Linked DNA regions of Mus musculus: region 2 is linked to region 1. The links are chromatin contacts, called in public HiChIP or PLAC-seq maps. All regions are on one chromosome and are shown on one strand. Each heading gives the region's core, a stretch centred on a gene start, on an enhancer-like site or on the middle of the called end of the contact. The rest is flanking DNA. Distances are from core to core; before and after follow the strand shown.

Evidence for each region. HiChIP or PLAC-seq counts read pairs in DNA pulled down with a chosen protein or histone mark.
Region 2: an H3K4me3 HiChIP or PLAC-seq map of bone marrow-derived macrophages shows a contact between it and region 1, with 5 times the contacts expected there. The contact joins two enhancer-like sites. A contact is called at or near these places in 1 of 39 promoter capture datasets (the C10 cell line), 1 of 115 datasets of contacts at active chromatin or transcription factors (bone marrow-derived macrophages) and 1 of 9 other capture datasets (embryonic stem cells).

What each region holds. Positions count from the first base shown.
Region 1 is chr4:47,076,092-47,084,034 of GRCm38.p6, forward strand. No RefSeq gene overlaps it. Among named protein-coding and RNA genes, the nearest start is that of Galnt12, 12 kb to the right of the region's middle. Within about 2 kb of position 4,745, at least 39 of the 459 cell types and tissues checked have an H3K27ac peak or open chromatin away from gene starts, as enhancers often do. A contact at or near this core is called in bone marrow-derived macrophages, where this site is marked.
Region 2 is chr4:46,749,946-46,757,888 of GRCm38.p6, forward strand. All of the region lies in intron 7 of Gabbr2 (gamma-aminobutyric acid (GABA) B receptor, 2), which reads right to left. Among named protein-coding and RNA genes, the nearest start is that of Gm32208, 96 kb to the right of the region's middle. Within about 2 kb of position 5,071, at least 58 of the 459 cell types and tissues checked have an H3K27ac peak or open chromatin away from gene starts, as enhancers often do. A contact at or near this core is called in bone marrow-derived macrophages, where this site is marked.

The DNA of each region.
Region 1 (7,943 bases), core at 3,495-5,994:
AAGTAGATCTGTTGGAGTTTAGACGAAATTAAGCACAAAACCCCCTGCCCTGAGGAGGAGTGAGAACAGGTCACAGAAGGCCTTTTGGAAGCCCCCCAAGCCCTGGCGTACAGAGTATCATCCATGGAGTGTCCCTCAGATCACATGCCTAGGTGACACTTGGAGGAAGGAAAGCAGATGCTTTCTCACCACCATGTTTCAGCTGTCCTACAAATAATCCCTGTTTCCACATTGGGGGGGGGGGCGCGGGGGACAAGTGTGGGAATTTCTGGGAGTGGTTGAAAATTGCTGGCTATGGTTAATGGGATTTGCTGAGTTAGCCAAGCCCCTCTATGCCAGCACTGGGGGTATGCAGCCTTTAGAATGGACTGAGACTCAGCAAGGGCCTTCAAAGCCTTGAAAAAGGCCCTGTTATCTGCCCCAGTCTTGAGCTTCCCATACATTATTAAACCATTTCACTTGTAAGTGGATGATGCCAGAGGCATTGCCTGGGGGTCCTCATGCAAGCTCCAGGACCCTGGAAAAGACAAATGGCTTATCTGTCTCAGAGACTTGATCTGGTAGCAGCCAGATGGCCAGCATGTATAAGGGCCAAGTTAGCTTTAGATCAGGAGCTGTTTCTGACAGCCAGACACTCTGTTGAGGCCCTCTTGAGGGGGATACCCAAGAGGAGGGTATCTACGTTCAGATGACCCAATACACTGTTTCTGTATCAACCCCATATTAAGTTCCACAAGATGTCAACCCTGCCAGGGGACAACTACGTGTGTCCCCCATGTGTCTGTCTTGAGGCGACTGACCCGACCCAGTCTGTCAGGCCTGATCTGACTGACATTCCATTGTCTGAGATGTTGTTCACAGACAGGAAGAGTTTTATCCACGATGGGATGGGGCATGTGGGGCAGTGGCAGTGACCCCAGATAAGATCTGGGAAGTCTTTGCGCAGGGGAACCTCAACTCAATGAGCTGAGCTTTCAGCTTTGACTCAGTGTTCTGCTCAGGGAAAGAAGACAATTGCCATACACACTGATAGCTGATATGTTTCTACCATGTCCATGGGGCTCTGGACAGGGGAGGAGGATTGTGAACCTCATCAGGAAAAGAAATAAAAATATAGAGAAGAAATCTTAGCCCTTTTTGAGGCTATCGGGTTACCTAAGAGAGTGGCCGTTGTCCATCGCAAAGGACACCACAAAGGAGATGACCCAGAAGCCAGGAGCAACAGAATGGCTGACTTGACTGCCCAGGAAGTAGCCTGGAACCAATGGGGTCTTTTCAAATCTTGGTGACCCAGCCAAAGCCCAGCTTACAAGACCACCTGGAGCAAACTCTGGAGATTGACCGTGTGACACAGGAACAAGAATAAACAAGGATGGTAAATGCCAAACGGCAGCCCCAGCCTTCCTGTGAGTCTGGAGAGACGATGAGATTCAGACCCCCAGCAAGCCACTTACCTAGGGGCCACAGGCACTGCTGAGCTCCTTAGACCCAGGTGTTACGTTCTAAGTCTGGAAAGTCTGATTAAAGAGACCACATTCAGGTGAGCCACCTAGGCTCAGGTAAACGCCAGCAGGGAAGCAAGATCCCACAAGGCATCGGGGTTCCATGAAGTAGGCCTGTGGAACACTGTGACTGGGCTTTACTGAGATCAAGCCTACTGGTTTTTTCCCCCTAAGTATTTGCTGGTGTTTGTAGACCAGCAAAGAAGTTGTAGACTTCTCAGGCTAGGTGGAGGCCTAACCCACCCAAACAGAGACTGCTCCAAAAGTTACTAAGAAACTTCTTCAGGAAATAATTCCAAGGTATGGACCACACCTAGATTTGGAGTCCAACAATGGCCTGGCCTTCATGGACTGAGTGTCTCAAAAATCTGACAAAGGTATTAAATGTTCATTGGAATTCCCATTGTACATACAGACCACAGAGCTTGGGTCAGGTAGAAAGGATAAATAGAACTCTTAAGGAGACGGTGACCAAATAGGTGTCCGGGAACTAGTAAAAAAAAAAAAAAAATTAGGCAGCTTGCCCCTCCCCACAACCCTGCTCAGGGACCAATGTACTCCCTACTGCAAGGAGATTAATTACTCATTTTAAAGTTATGTTTGGGAGACCACCTCTCGTTCTTCCCAAATCTAAGATATTCTCCAGGCATAACTGTCTAATCCAGTGGTTCTCAACCTTCCCAATGCTCTGACCCTTTAATACAGTTCCTCATGTTGTGGCGACCCCCAACCATAAAATTATTTTGTCGCTACTTCATAACTGTAATTTTGCTAGTGTTTTGAACTGTAATGTAAATATCTGTGTTTTCTGATAGTCTTAGGGAACTCCTGTGAAAGAGTTGGTCAACATCCAAAGAGGTCATGATTCACAGGTTGAGAACCACTGGTCTAATCACTGTCTTCTCATGTCCTTGCTGGCTTTGATGGAAACTCACCAGACCATTGACCAGCCTGAGAAGTGAATCCTGCCTTCTCCCATCCCTGGACCTGCCCACCAGTTCCAGCCAGGAGACTTGGTTTGGATAAAGAGAATCCCTGTCTGGATTCTGGAACCTGTCTGGAAGGGACTCTACCCAGTTCTCCTCACCTCCACAACTGCTGTCAAAGTGCCTTGTGTCATCCCTTGGGGAAAATGGCAGCTGAGGACAGATGGACTGTCACTTGGGCCTCAGACCCCTTTGAGATAAGACTCTCCAGAGTTTATTAACCTGAGATACATGATCCTCATCAGCCCAAACCTGGTCATGGGAATTTAGTAAAACCAGGGATTGAGAAACTATCTTTTGATAGACCCCTGCTCTCTGCTCTGTGTCCCTTCCAAGGATAGGACAATGTGGGTCTAGGGGAGAGATGAGGATCAGTAAATCGGGTTGTGGAGAAGACTGGCTGGAAAAAGGCCTATAGGGATCACAATTTTATGCACTCCCTGCCAGTGGTGGGTTATCCTGTCCTCGTATCTTCAAATTACTTGCTTGCTTGAATTAATATGTACCCTCCAACTCACTGGAAGCTCATACCCCCACTCTATGTGTACTGATATATATTATCTCCCAGGTATATGCCTATAATGGAGAAGAGAGTTGACCTTGACTCAGTGAAGGTCAAACAGGGCCCTATTCTGGTCCCAATCCTAGTAGCTGGTACAACTGTCATTGCACCTCAGCCTTGATCACTGGGAACCGAAACTTTGAAGAACTCAGCTCTCAGATAGACATAGGCCTAGGCCATATGGAAAATTCCATTTCCAGGCTAGAGATCCAAGTTGACTCCCTTGCAGAGGTAGTCCTACAGAACTGAAGGACGCTGGACCCCCTCTTTGAGAAACTTTGCGTGGCCTTCAGGGAAACTTGCTGTTTCTATGCCAACCAATCAGTGCTAATTAGGGAAAACATTGCCATGGTCATAGAAAAACTAAAAGAAAGGGAAGAAAGGAGACTGCTCAGGTGACTGGTATCAATCTCTGTATCAGTCTCAGTTTACCTGGTCTCCATGGCTGATCACCAGTGGTTCTTAATCTGATTGGCTCACAGTGAGAATCTGTATCCTCAACTACATAGCCAACTAAAGAACTTGTCCTTAGGACCAGTTATGCACGAGAATAGGACGAGCCAATGTTTTGATTCATGCCCATAAACCAGTGGGGAATATGTCTGGGTGGCTATCCCTGGTGGGGTCTCTATAACAAAAGTAATTTAAAAATAGTAGAGCAAGTCTATAACCCCAGCCCTGGGGTTGTGGGGCTTATGGGCCTACATAATCAATCAACCTAGCTAATTGGTAATCTTCAGATTCACTGAGAGATCCTGTCTCAAAAACTAAGGTGGAGAGCAACTGAGAATGAAAAACAATGTTTTACACACACACACACACACACACACAGAGAGAGAGAGAGAGAGAGAGAGAGAGAGAGAGAGAGAGAGAGAGAGAGCACTTTGGCATTGGCTTCACTGAAATTGGTTCCTTTCTTGTTTCTCTGCCACTCCTCCCTTACGTGGGACCTGCGAGTCAGGACCTGGTTGGTTGGGACTCCTTGAGATGGACCTCTGGCCCAGGACTCTGGTGACTCCTGGCTAAGATGACTTAGCTGGCGCTGAGACGACTTGGGAGCTGAAGCGACTTCTGAGCTAAGAGATGGGAGGAACCATGTCTACCACAGCTGCTTCACACACTTGCCTGGTGTCTGAATGCCTGGGGTCTCCTTCGGGGGCACGGAGGCCTGGCTCAGCCTCCCCAGCGTGGCAGTAGCTGTGCAGTTGGATGGCTTGCCTGGTGTCCTTTCCTTTTATGATCAGATTTGGAACACGCAGAGCGTAGCGTCCACCCGGTTCTATTGACTGGAGCAGTGAGGAGCCTGCTGGCTCAAAGGAGGAAGTGGTCAAGAATCCGAAGCTTGCTTTCTAAGCCACCGCACTGTCAGAGCCAGATTTGGGGGAAGAGTGAGGGCTCCGTTACAGCTGTTTCAGCAACAACCTGATGTATGTGCACGGGCAGACAACAGAGATTCACAGAGACCCAAAGGAACTGGGTGCTCACTTCTCCACCACTTACCGGAGGCCTGGAGCAGGCAGTGGGAACGGGTTCACCGTTCTCATGGATGGCTTACCCATGATCCACTGCAGTTGCTTGAGCTCCAGTTCTTCAGCCTTTTCCAGCAGGAAGAAAGAAGCCGAAGGCTTTCTTTAAGAACTTTGCGGGCTATCTCTATTAACAGTCTTGGGGAAGTGTAAGTATGACTTGCCTGTCTCACCAAGAAGTTCCTCAAAGTGTGTGGGGTTGTGTTTGACACTTAATATAGAATCAGCACTGACTAAACCTTGCCTGTAAACAATGATATTTATTTCATTATTTGTAATCATATGCTATATAAATATATTAGTCAGGATGGTATGGGTTGCCTGGCTTCCCATTTGTTAAAGACGATAGGTGCCCTGTACAGGGGTCACAGGTCACAAGAACTGTAGGTAGGATTGTGAGAGATGAGAAGACAGAAACACGCTTGTCACCCTCAGCAGCCGGAAGGTCCCTTAATCTCTTAGGGACCTGGGTTTGTGTCAAACCCAAATCCTGTCTTCAATGCTGGAAACGTTTCAGGATGATAAATCCAAACGAAGCAGAGTTTTTCATTTTCTTTTATTGAGACAGGGTCTCACTATGTAGCCTTAGCTAGCCTGGAATCTGCTGTGTAGACCAGGCTGTCCTGAAACTCACAGAAATCCACCTGCCTCTGTCTCCCAAATTCTGGGAACTGAAGGCATGTCCCACTATGCAGGCCAAAGCTAGGATTTTATTGAAAATGGAAAGAAAGACATTCAAAGAAGTAAAAGTATTCTTGGCAGCACGAGTATGGGTTTATAATTTATCAAAGGGTATTTTTGGTACATATCTGAAGCAGGAGACTTATGAGCAAGATAGCTTCCAGGGTAAGAATCAGACGTATTTTCAATAGTGGGTGTGGGCTGACCAAAGGAGAGGCACAATTAAATGTCTTAGCATTAGCCATACATGCCATTTTGATGTGCCTCCCCCACTCTCCTTCTTTTTTCTATTGGTGAGACAAGAGGATGGCTCCAGAGTCACTTGAGCAGAATCAAAATCTGTTGGAGGACACAGACAAGGTTGGCTCCTCCCCACCCCTCCTCCAGGTTAGTTTTAGTAACAGAACATGACAGGGTATGAACAGAGAGGGAACTTTCTGATTGGAAAACATACTTTTAGAGGTTAGGAGAGGGTTGGGGAGTGGGGAAGAGAGGAAGGAGTCTAGAGAAAGTGAGGGAGAAGTGGAAGAATGACATTCTAGGTGCCTTCATGGGGTGGGTGAAACTGGTGGGTGAGATGTGTCTCTGCCCTTTGACATGTGATGTTTATGATTCCTAAATGTGCCTGCCTTCTCCTCCAGTCCTGGTACCTTGTTGGGAGTTTGCCCTACACATTCAGACAGGCTGTCTCCTTTTCCATGCAGCATCAGGGAGCCCAGAGGGAACTGTGTGGACTGCCTGACAGATGCTTCACCTCTGTATTTTAGCATTTTTTCCATAAGTGGTGTGGTGGCTGGGAGCCTGTCACAGACTTCCTCCACTGGCAGCCTGCTAGTGTCTATAAGATTGCAGGCAAATGTGATGTTAGCCCTCAGTTCAAATCTAACACTCACAAGGTAAAACTCATAGGGTTGCCCGAAGGGTTTAAGACATGTCCTTTCTCTATCATGAGGTTTTTGGTGAAAGTCCTAGAAACCTGCAGGTTCACAGCTGGGGAGGAAGAAAAGCCATGAGCAGCTGTAATTGTGCTGGGATTCAGGCTTCTTTGCTGGAGAGGGTAGTCAACTGGATTCTAGAGTTTTGTTTTCGTTACTTTTCTATTGCTATGACAAGACACCATGACCAATGAAACCTATACAAGAAAGTATTTAGGCACGTGGTGGTGATGAACACCTTTAATACCAGCACTTGGGAAGCAAAAGCAGGCCAATCTCTGAGTTCAAGGCCAGCCTGGTCTACCGAGTGAGTTAGTTCTAAGACAGCCAGGGCGGGCTACGCAGAAAACCCTGCCTCAAAAGAAAGAAACAAAATCAGAAATTGAAAAGGAAGAAAGGGAGAAAGAGAGAAAGAAAGAAAGAAAGAAAGAAAGAAAGAAAGAAAGAAAAGAAAAGAAAAGAAAAGAAAAGAAAAGAAAAGAAAAAGAACAGAAATGAAAGGAAGAAAAGAAGGAAGAGAGAGGGAGGGAGGGAGGGAGGGAGAGAGAGAGAGAGAGAGAGAGAGAGAGAGAGAGAGAGAGAGAGAGAGAACACAAGCAAGCATTTAATTGTGGGCTTGCTTACAGTCTCAGGGGTGAGTCCATGACCAGCATGGTAAGAGCATGGCTGGCAGGCTGGCATGGCACTGGAGCAGTAGCTGAATGCTTATGTTTTATCTGAAGTTGGAGGCAGAAACAAAGACTGGGTCTAGGATGGGCTTTGGAAACCTTACTGCCCACCCATCCGCAGTAATACGCCTTCGTCAACAAGACACACCTCTTAATCCTTCCCAAAACAGTTCTGCCAACTAGGGACCAGTAACTCAAACATATGAACCTATGGGGCTGTAATGGCTAGTTTTGTGTCAACTTGACACAGGCTGGAGTTATCACAGAGAAAGGAGCTTCAGTTGGGGAAATGCCTCCATGAGACCCAGCTGTAAGGCATTTTCTCAACTAGTGATCAAGAGGGGAGGCCCCCTTGTGGGTGGGACCATCCCTGGGCTGGTAGTCTTGGGTTCTATAAGAGAGCAGGCTGAGCAAGCCAGGGGAGACAAGCCAGTAAAGAACATCCCTCCATGGCCTCTGCATCAGCTCCTGCTTCCTGACCTGTTTGAGTTCCAGTCCTGACTTCCTTGGTGATGAACAGCAGTATGGAAGTGTAAGCTGAATAAACCCTTTCCTCCCCAACTTGCTTCTTGGTCATGACATTTGTGCAGGAATAGAAACCCTGACTAAGACAGGGGCATTCTCATTCTAACCACCACATTCTACTCCCTGGCCCCCATAGGTTTGTAGACATATCATAGTGCAAAATTAATTTAATCCAATTTCAAAAGCCCCTATAGTCTTTTACACCTCAAGACTGTTTACAGTTCAAAGTCTCTTCTGAGACCGTAGGCAATCTCTTAACTGTAACCTTCTGTTAAATCAAAATGAACAAGCAAACTACATACTTTCAAGATATAGTGGCACAAAATATACATGGTCATTTCAAAAGGGAGGATTAGGAGCATAGTGAGGAAATACTGGACCAAAGAAAGACCAAACCTGGTAGGGCAAACTCCAAGTCCTGGAATTCTGTCTCTATCGAAGGGCTTAGATGGTTCTTTAGATCTTTCACTCCGTCCAGCTTTGTTGACCGAAGCACACTTCTTTCTCTTGGGCTGGTTCTACTACCTGTATGCACCTCGCCCTGGCAAACAGCCCATG
Region 2 (7,943 bases), core at 3,821-6,320, 330 kb before region 1:
CCATCAGGGTGTTGGGAAGCTGGGTTTCCTCCCTCCCTCCCTCCCTCCCTCCCTTCCTTCCTTTTTTTATTACATCTATCTATCTATCTATCTATCTATCTATCTATCTATCTATCTATCTATCTATCTATGTGTGGTTTATTATTAAGGATGGACTTGGCTGAGTATGGTGGTATACACATTTAATCCCAGCAATCAGAAGGCAGAGGCAGAGGTAGAGGCAGAGGGCAGAGGGCAGAGGGCAGAGGGCAGAGGGCAGAGGGCAGAGGGCAGAGAGATCTCTGAGTTTGAAAGCAGCTTTGTCTACAAAGCAAGTTCTAAGACAGCCAGGGCTACACAGATAAACCCTGCCTCAGGAATAAAAAAGATGGAGAATGTTTTGGGACAATCATCCTGAGCTGACGTCAGCCCCAATTATAACTGGGCTATGATGCAGTTCAAAATTAAGCATTTCCAGCCAGCAAGACCTGACAACTGTCACAGGCAGATGAGCACCTCTCATTAGGGACTTTGGGGGCTAAAGATTGCTGTCATCTCTAGCATCTGCCTTGATGGTTCTCATATGCTTGGCTGAGTACACTAGGGATTTAAAGAAGGCACATTAGTTCCTTTTCCCCACCGTGGTCCCTGCTAAAATCCTGCAATTATTCAAGGAAACTGATGAGAAGAAATTGGCATGCAATCTGTCACTGCATCTTAACAACTTGCTTAGGTGGAATGGGGGTGATGCCCACTTTACAGATCAAGAAACTGAGGCTGGGCTGGGGAGATGGCTCAGTAGGTAAGGTACTTGTCCTGTGAGGATATGAGTTTGATTCCTCAGCATCTCTGTAAAAGTCTGGGAGTGGCGGAAACACTTGCATTCCCAGTGCTGTTTATGTTGAAATGAGAAGTGGAATTGTAAAATTCCTGGGCGAAACCCTGGGCATATGGCTTGGTGTAGGAAGCCTTGAATATAAAGAGATCCTGTCTCAAACTCGGTGAAAGGTGAGGACCAATACCCGAGATCGTCTCCAGCTTCCATGTGCACGCAGGCATACATGCGCGCGCGCGCACACACACACACACACACACACACACACACACACACACACACACACGAGTGCGATCACAGTTTCATTTTGTTTAGTAGTGCCAGGGATCAAACACAGGACCCTGTGCACATGAGCTGAGTGCTCTACCATCGAGCCACATCCCTAATTGTTTTATTTAAGACGCAGGCTCTCTCACTGGAGTTGGTGAAAACTCAGGAAGGAAGCTGTTTCCATGGAATCCTGCTTTCCTCTCACTGTGTGCGGAGCATTTGCAGCCAGGGCAATGGTGGTCCATACGCACTGCATTGTCAGGAGAATGCCTGGGGTGGAGGTGGGGTGGGGCATGGGATGGGGGCAGTCCCTAAGGTGAGGCAGGCCTGTGTCTTTAAGAGCTAAGAGGATCCCGCACCTCATCTTCAGAAACACCTTCCAAAGCCACTTTGACACCTTGAGAAGCCCTGTAGACAGCTGTGAGTAGTATCAGTTTGAAACTGAACACCCACCCAATTCTACATTCAGGTGACAGTAAGCAATTCCCTAAAGTGTGAAAACACTTCAAGGGAAGGTGAGACAGGAGCTGTGATTTTATTTCTAGGGATGATTGGAAATCACAGAACACCTTCCAAAAAGATCATGTTTATGCAAATGGACCACTTTACCTGGGTGGGAAAGATGCAAACCACTCTCCACAAGGAGAAAATGGAAAGAAATTCCCCCCAAGGGCAGAGCCCTAAATTCTTTGCCGATCTCTTGCCAGCATCTGAAGAATCCCAAAGGCAACTAGGAGTAGAATGTGGTCTGTCCGGTGGTGGATTCTTTGCTGGTTATATTAAAAAGCATGTGGGGGCGTGTGCGTGGCCAGATGGAATGGGTGGGAGAGAAAAACACTCTCCTGCTTTGTAAAAATTTATTGTTACTTTAAAAATTGTGTGTGTGTGTGTGTTCATGTGAGCGTGTGCAACACATTAGTTCAGGTGCTCACAGGTGTCATGTGACGCAGTTTACCGAGCGACCTGCCACTCAGTTTCCCTTCATCATTGTCAACTACTCAGAGGGCCGTTGGCCTGGATGAGGAAGGACTCTTGCTCCTGAGTAATGAAGGAAGCCTCTTTAGAAGCTACCCTCCGGGTTACAAGATGACCAGCTCACAACACGACATTTGGCCTACCCTGTGCCAAGTATTCTTTGTTTTAAATATGGGTCTCACTACGATGCCCAGGGAGCCTCTTCCTCAGCCACTGAATAGCCAGCTAAGTCTCCAGGGGTGCTATACTATGCTCTGCCCAAGTACCCCACTGGGCACCGAGTCTCACTCTAGGGGACTGTTGTATCAATCAATGAATAAGAAATGTCAGTCAGTGATGGGGCTGTGATGGTGAAGAAGGAAGAGAGGCTGATCTAGCTGTGGACTTGGTCTTGCTTCTCTGAGTTCTTTCTGCAGTCCTTGCTCCTGGGTCTCATTCCCACCTCCCTTCCTGTAGGCAACACTTGCTTCACTGTCTGCTTCCGGCAACCTAACCCAAGACTTCCTGTTGGGGAGGGGATGTGGGCAGGAAGAGGAGGAGGCGAGGGCTTCTGAGAGAAGTCCTAGGGTTCACCAGCCTTCTCTGGCTTTTTGTGGTAGATCACTGCAGTCAAACAGTGTGAGAGGCAGGTAGGAAGACAGGGAAAACTGGAGACATGAGGAGAGAGGAGGCTTCGTCCCGGAACACAGCTGACCTTTCTCTCCAGCGGGGATGCAAGAGTTCCGGCGGGGTTAGCCCCTGCTTAAGGCCTTTGCCCTGTCACAGGTGCAAACGTGTGCTTTCCTAGGATTCTCACTAGACGCCCTGTTTACAGGGACAGGCAAGTACTAACCCTCTTGTGCAGCCTGTCAGGTTACAATTCCATCTCTGCCGGCTCAGACCCACCTCACTTATCAAAAGATAGAGAGAAGGAAATATATGTTTCTTAGCAACCCTTTGAGATATAACTCAAGCATCTCCAAAATAGCATATAGAATTACTAATAAGACAAGGACTTTTGTCCTTTGAGGAGCCTGTTGCCCACACGTGGGTGTGTGTATTACTCTCCGCAGTTCCCAAGTCCGTGCCCTCAGGCAGGCCTTGTGTTTCCTTCTGAATTCTCTTTCTTCTACCTCTCATATTTAACTCTATGTTTAAAGTGGTTCGACCTAAAATTCTTTGCTCCGAAGCCACCAATCTCAGTTTGACCCACACTAAGGTTCCTAGAAGATGAGGGGACTCCTCAGGCTGCCGAGAGAGGCAGCATGGAGCTGTGTCTTGGTCTCCTTCCTACTTTCTAAAACCCCAGAATTGTGCTCCCCTTTCAGAAAGCCTTTACATATATAAATGTCACGGCTCTCCTTGAGCAGAGCCAGTCCAGGGCTGCCGCCTCACTGGGGACCAATCCATGTGAGAAATTAGATCCCAAGGCAACAGGGTTTGGTAGCTGCGACCCAGGCAATACTCATAGTTCACTCTCTCATCCATATATTCTTCTCTGTGTTGCAGGGGTGTTCAGGCCTCCCAGTCACATTTCCCATAATCCCCTGCTAACCAGTTCCATTTGCGTCTTGCTAATGGGAAGCATTCACAGGGAAAAGTTCATATCAGGGATTTTTTTTCCCCAATCCCCATCCTGGTTTTGGGCACAGTAGTAAAAGCTACAGGTGATCAAAGATGGAGTGGGGCCAAGTGGTACCCAGCTACCTGCTGAGTGCTTAGAGAGATACAGTCTCCAGTGTGGCAGATCTGGCAGGGCTAGGGGCAGCATCCACAGGGTCCAGCGTGCTTCGATGTCACCTCTTTATTTGATTTGTATTCTACATCTGCTCCTTGATCACTTTGAGAAACCCATTTGGAAGTTAGATAGCATTTCGATCAGCACCCTATGAAGATGCTAGACCCCTCTGGCCTTGCAGAGGCAATGACAGCCCCACCTTCCTTCCTATCCCTCCACCTCCAGGGACCTGGGAATGCTTGCCATGTATCACGTCAGGGACAACCCTGCTTGTTCCAGCCCTCCCAAGGAAGTCCTGGGCTGACACAGGGGTCTAACTTGTTTTGATAAGAACCTCTGTGGAGCAGATTCGGAAATAAAATCCTTGAGGAAAGTCCCAAGGTGGAGATGAGTCAAGGGTTTGCTTTCCTCTGAAAGAGATGTTGTATAAGAAAGAGTGGAAGGCCATGAGCCCCTGGGGAGGAGGACAGTAAGGAAGACAGCCCATGAGGACACAGTGTAATGACACCCACACATGAAGATGCCACAGTGAAATCCATTACTTTGTATGCTAACCTCAAAAATTAATTTAAAAACGCTATGGCTAAAAGGAGAATTTTAAAAAGCAGCCTGCTTCATGACGATCAATCTCAGCTGACAGGGCAGCGTGTGAGCTACACGTGTGGGGGTGGGGGATACAGGAGGGGGGATGTGGGGAACTCAGCTTCAGGACTGGCCAGAGAGTGGGGACTGTCATGCTGTCTCTGAGCCTCAGGCCTTCTATCTGAAAGAACAATTCCTACCTCTCAGGACAGTGTGGGAAGATTAAAGAAGAGACTTAGAAAGGAGACTGGCCCTGCATTGGGCCCAGAAGGACATTTAATAAGTAATCTATTTTATCTAAGTCACTTTAGTGCCAGGTCTAATCCTTAGGGTGGAGTAGGGTGGGGGTGGGGTGGGATGGGGGGTGGAGATGGGGATGGGGAGAGGAACAGGGATGGGGTGGAGATGGGGATAGAGATAGGGGAACAGGGAGGGGGAGGGGAGCAGGGAGGGGGAGGGGGGAGTGCATCCTGTAGGCTCCAGGACCCTTTTAGAAAAGCTTCTGCTTTCAGACTGTATCTCCAACAGTTCACTACTGGATGTAGAACATACACAATAGTGACTTATAAGTCACATGGGTCAAGCCTTAGACTGGGGCCTCTTCTTTCCTTCCTTTCTTTTGTGGTTTCAGCTTCAGCTTCTCAGCAGAGGATGGGCTGGCCTGCCCGGGACTGGCATCAGGTTTGAGAGGCCAGAAGTGACGGCTTTGGTGAGGTTGACAGGCAGCCCTTGGCTGAAGTTGGTAACGAATCAGAGAGGAGATCCCCGAGCACAGCCTGAGGGCCTGGCCCCTGGGTACTGGACAGAGTCACGGTCTGTGCTTCTCAGAGCATGCTGGGAAATGTTTCTTCCTGAGCGTGGCTTTGGAGTGCATATTTGCCTCTGGGCAGTCACGCTTGCTGTGGGAGAAGGGGCATGTACTAGTATCTGAGCGTGTGTGTGAGTGTGTGTGTGATCATGCACACTCCACTGTATATATGCTTTAGTGCATGTGTCTGTGCATGTGTTCATGTGCATGTATGTATATGTGTGCATGCGTTTTTATGTCTATGTGCATATCTCTGTACATATGCATGCGTGTAAAATCTGCACAGAGGTGGAGAGTTCCTTTTTTAAATTTAGTTTTAAAAACATTTTAATGTGTGTGCATGTGCCTGCTTGTCTGTATGTATACCACGTGTGTGCAGGTGCCAGTGGAGGCCAGAAGAGGGTATTGGATTCCCTGGAACTGAAGTTACAGGTGGTTGTGAGCTACCTAATGTCAGTGCTGGTGTTGGTAATCAAACCAGGTCCTCTGCTAGAGCAGCAATTGCTCTTCACGGCTTAGCCATGTCTCCAGCTCCCACTCGCAGGTGAGTGGATCTTGAAAAGCTGAAGGTTGAGGGCCAGGAGCCCTGCCCAGTTTGCTGGAGAAGTGGGCAGCCATCGCAGGCTGAGTGGACAGTCCTGTAGACATTGACTGGTTCTTCACCTGGGTCTGCAACAGTCTCCAAGGAACAACACAATATTGTTATTGGAGCTACAAGACTGCAGAGTGGGTCCCCATTTATGGAGGGTGGAGCTTGATACCATGCAGGCATGGAGGAGAAGGTATCCTCTGTCCCCACAGGGACAGCAGAACTTAAAAGAGAGGGAAAGATCAAATAATTAGATCTGTCTATCCTGTGTTCTGTAAAGGCAGAAAAAGTTCTTTTTCCCCTGCGTGTCTCCTTGGACTATAGGAGAGGCCATATTTTGCCTTCTATTTAAAATGTTTTTCTTACACTGCAGACTCTTTGGAGAGGTCTGAGCCTTCAGATGTGTGGTGTGAGAGGCAGGGAGGTTGAAAGTCAGAGGAGGGGTGGGGCATGAGGCGTGGCCTGCCCACTGCCACTCTCTGAGGTTGGTAAGATGGAGTAAAAGCCCAAGTAGCAACTTTCCACAAAGCACTTGGTAGCCTAAGGCAGGGCTGGGCTCAGCAGAAGGAAGTGGAGACTTGAGAAGGCTGGTGGATGGTCCACAAGAGAAGATCTGCTCCTTCTCTTTGGTTAGTGTGAAAGCAGAGGCAGGTTTTGGGAACAGCAAATATCAGACATGCATGAAATGTGCACAGAATAAAGGAATAGTGTAAAGCGAACTCTGATACAGGAGCACAAAATACCCCAAAACATGTCAGCCAACAAGCTGTGCTGGGTGGCGGTGATGAGTCTGGCAAGTACCAGCATCAAAAAGTGAGCAAAATCCAGGCCTAGATTGCACGGAGCTTGCAGTCTGCTGGGAGAGATAAATACTAATAATAGGCACACGGAGACGTATAGAATTACTAATAAATAACATGAAGAAAAAGAACAGTTTGCTGTGCAAGAAAACAAGACCCTAATTTAGACTAGGGGGGATCCAGGAAGGTCTTTTAGAGGGAGGTGGATTTTGGGCTGAGAAATGAAGCAATTTTAGGTGAGCTTAAAGCAACAGGCAGGGGGGTATCTTGGGAAGAAGGAATCACAAGAGTGTTCAAAGGCCCTGGGGCAGGAAAACAGCTGAGAAGTCAAATCATGAAACATTGACTGTGAAGCTGAAGAGGGTGACTGAGGAGAAGATGGACAAAGAACATGATAGGTGACACAGGTAAAGTGAGTGGGAGAGGTGAGGAGTGTGGGAACAGGTGTGTGGGAACAGGTGTGTGGAGACAGGTGAGTGGGGACAGGTGTGTGGGAACAGGTGTGTGGAGACAGGTGAGTGGGGACAGGTGTGTGGGAACAGGTGTGTGGGGACAGGTGAGTGGGGACAGGTGTGTGGGGACAGATGAGTGGGGACAGGTGTGTGGGGACAGGTGAGTGGGGACAGGTGAGTGGAAACTGTCTTCTATCTGGCAATACTGTATGTATTGAATATAGAGTCCCATGTACACCAGGCAAGACTCTTGACTACTGAGGCACATCCATGGTCTTGCTCATGGTTGAAGTTCTAATCTATCACAGGATGATGTGATGGCTGGCGAGGCTCTGGGTTGTGGTGGCAGGAGTGTGAGTCTGCTTGCATACATGTGGGCAGGCCAGGAAACAGAGATTGGACAGGAAATGTCGTCTAACAACACACCTCAAGGCCCAGCACCTTTGTGATTGGTCTATTTCCTCTAGAAATAGCCTTCACCTCCAAGGCCTCCCAAGACAGTCCCACTAGCACTGGAGACCAAGCATTCAAAGACAGGAGCCTGTGGGGGACATTCTACATTCAGACAATCCACAGAGGTTCCGAGCAAGCTCTTGTTACAGCAGCTGGTGTTATATATCCTAATACAGAATGATAAAAGCAAAGGATGATAATTATTCTACAGAATGTTCAGGCCATATGAAACTTACCCCTCCCTCTTAGCAATGCTAAACACTGGTTAATCTTGTACTGGGTTATTATGTTTTCTTTCTTTCTTGCTTGCTTGCTTCCTTCCTTCCTTTCTTTCAACTCTTCAATACTTTCTGATATTCTTTAATGAAAAAGTATAATTTTACTAACAAGAAAAGTTTATTTAAAAAGTTTTCTTTGTCTAAAATGCTATTATAAGAAGATATATATTTTTCCCAGGTAAAAAATGGCAATAACATCACCAAC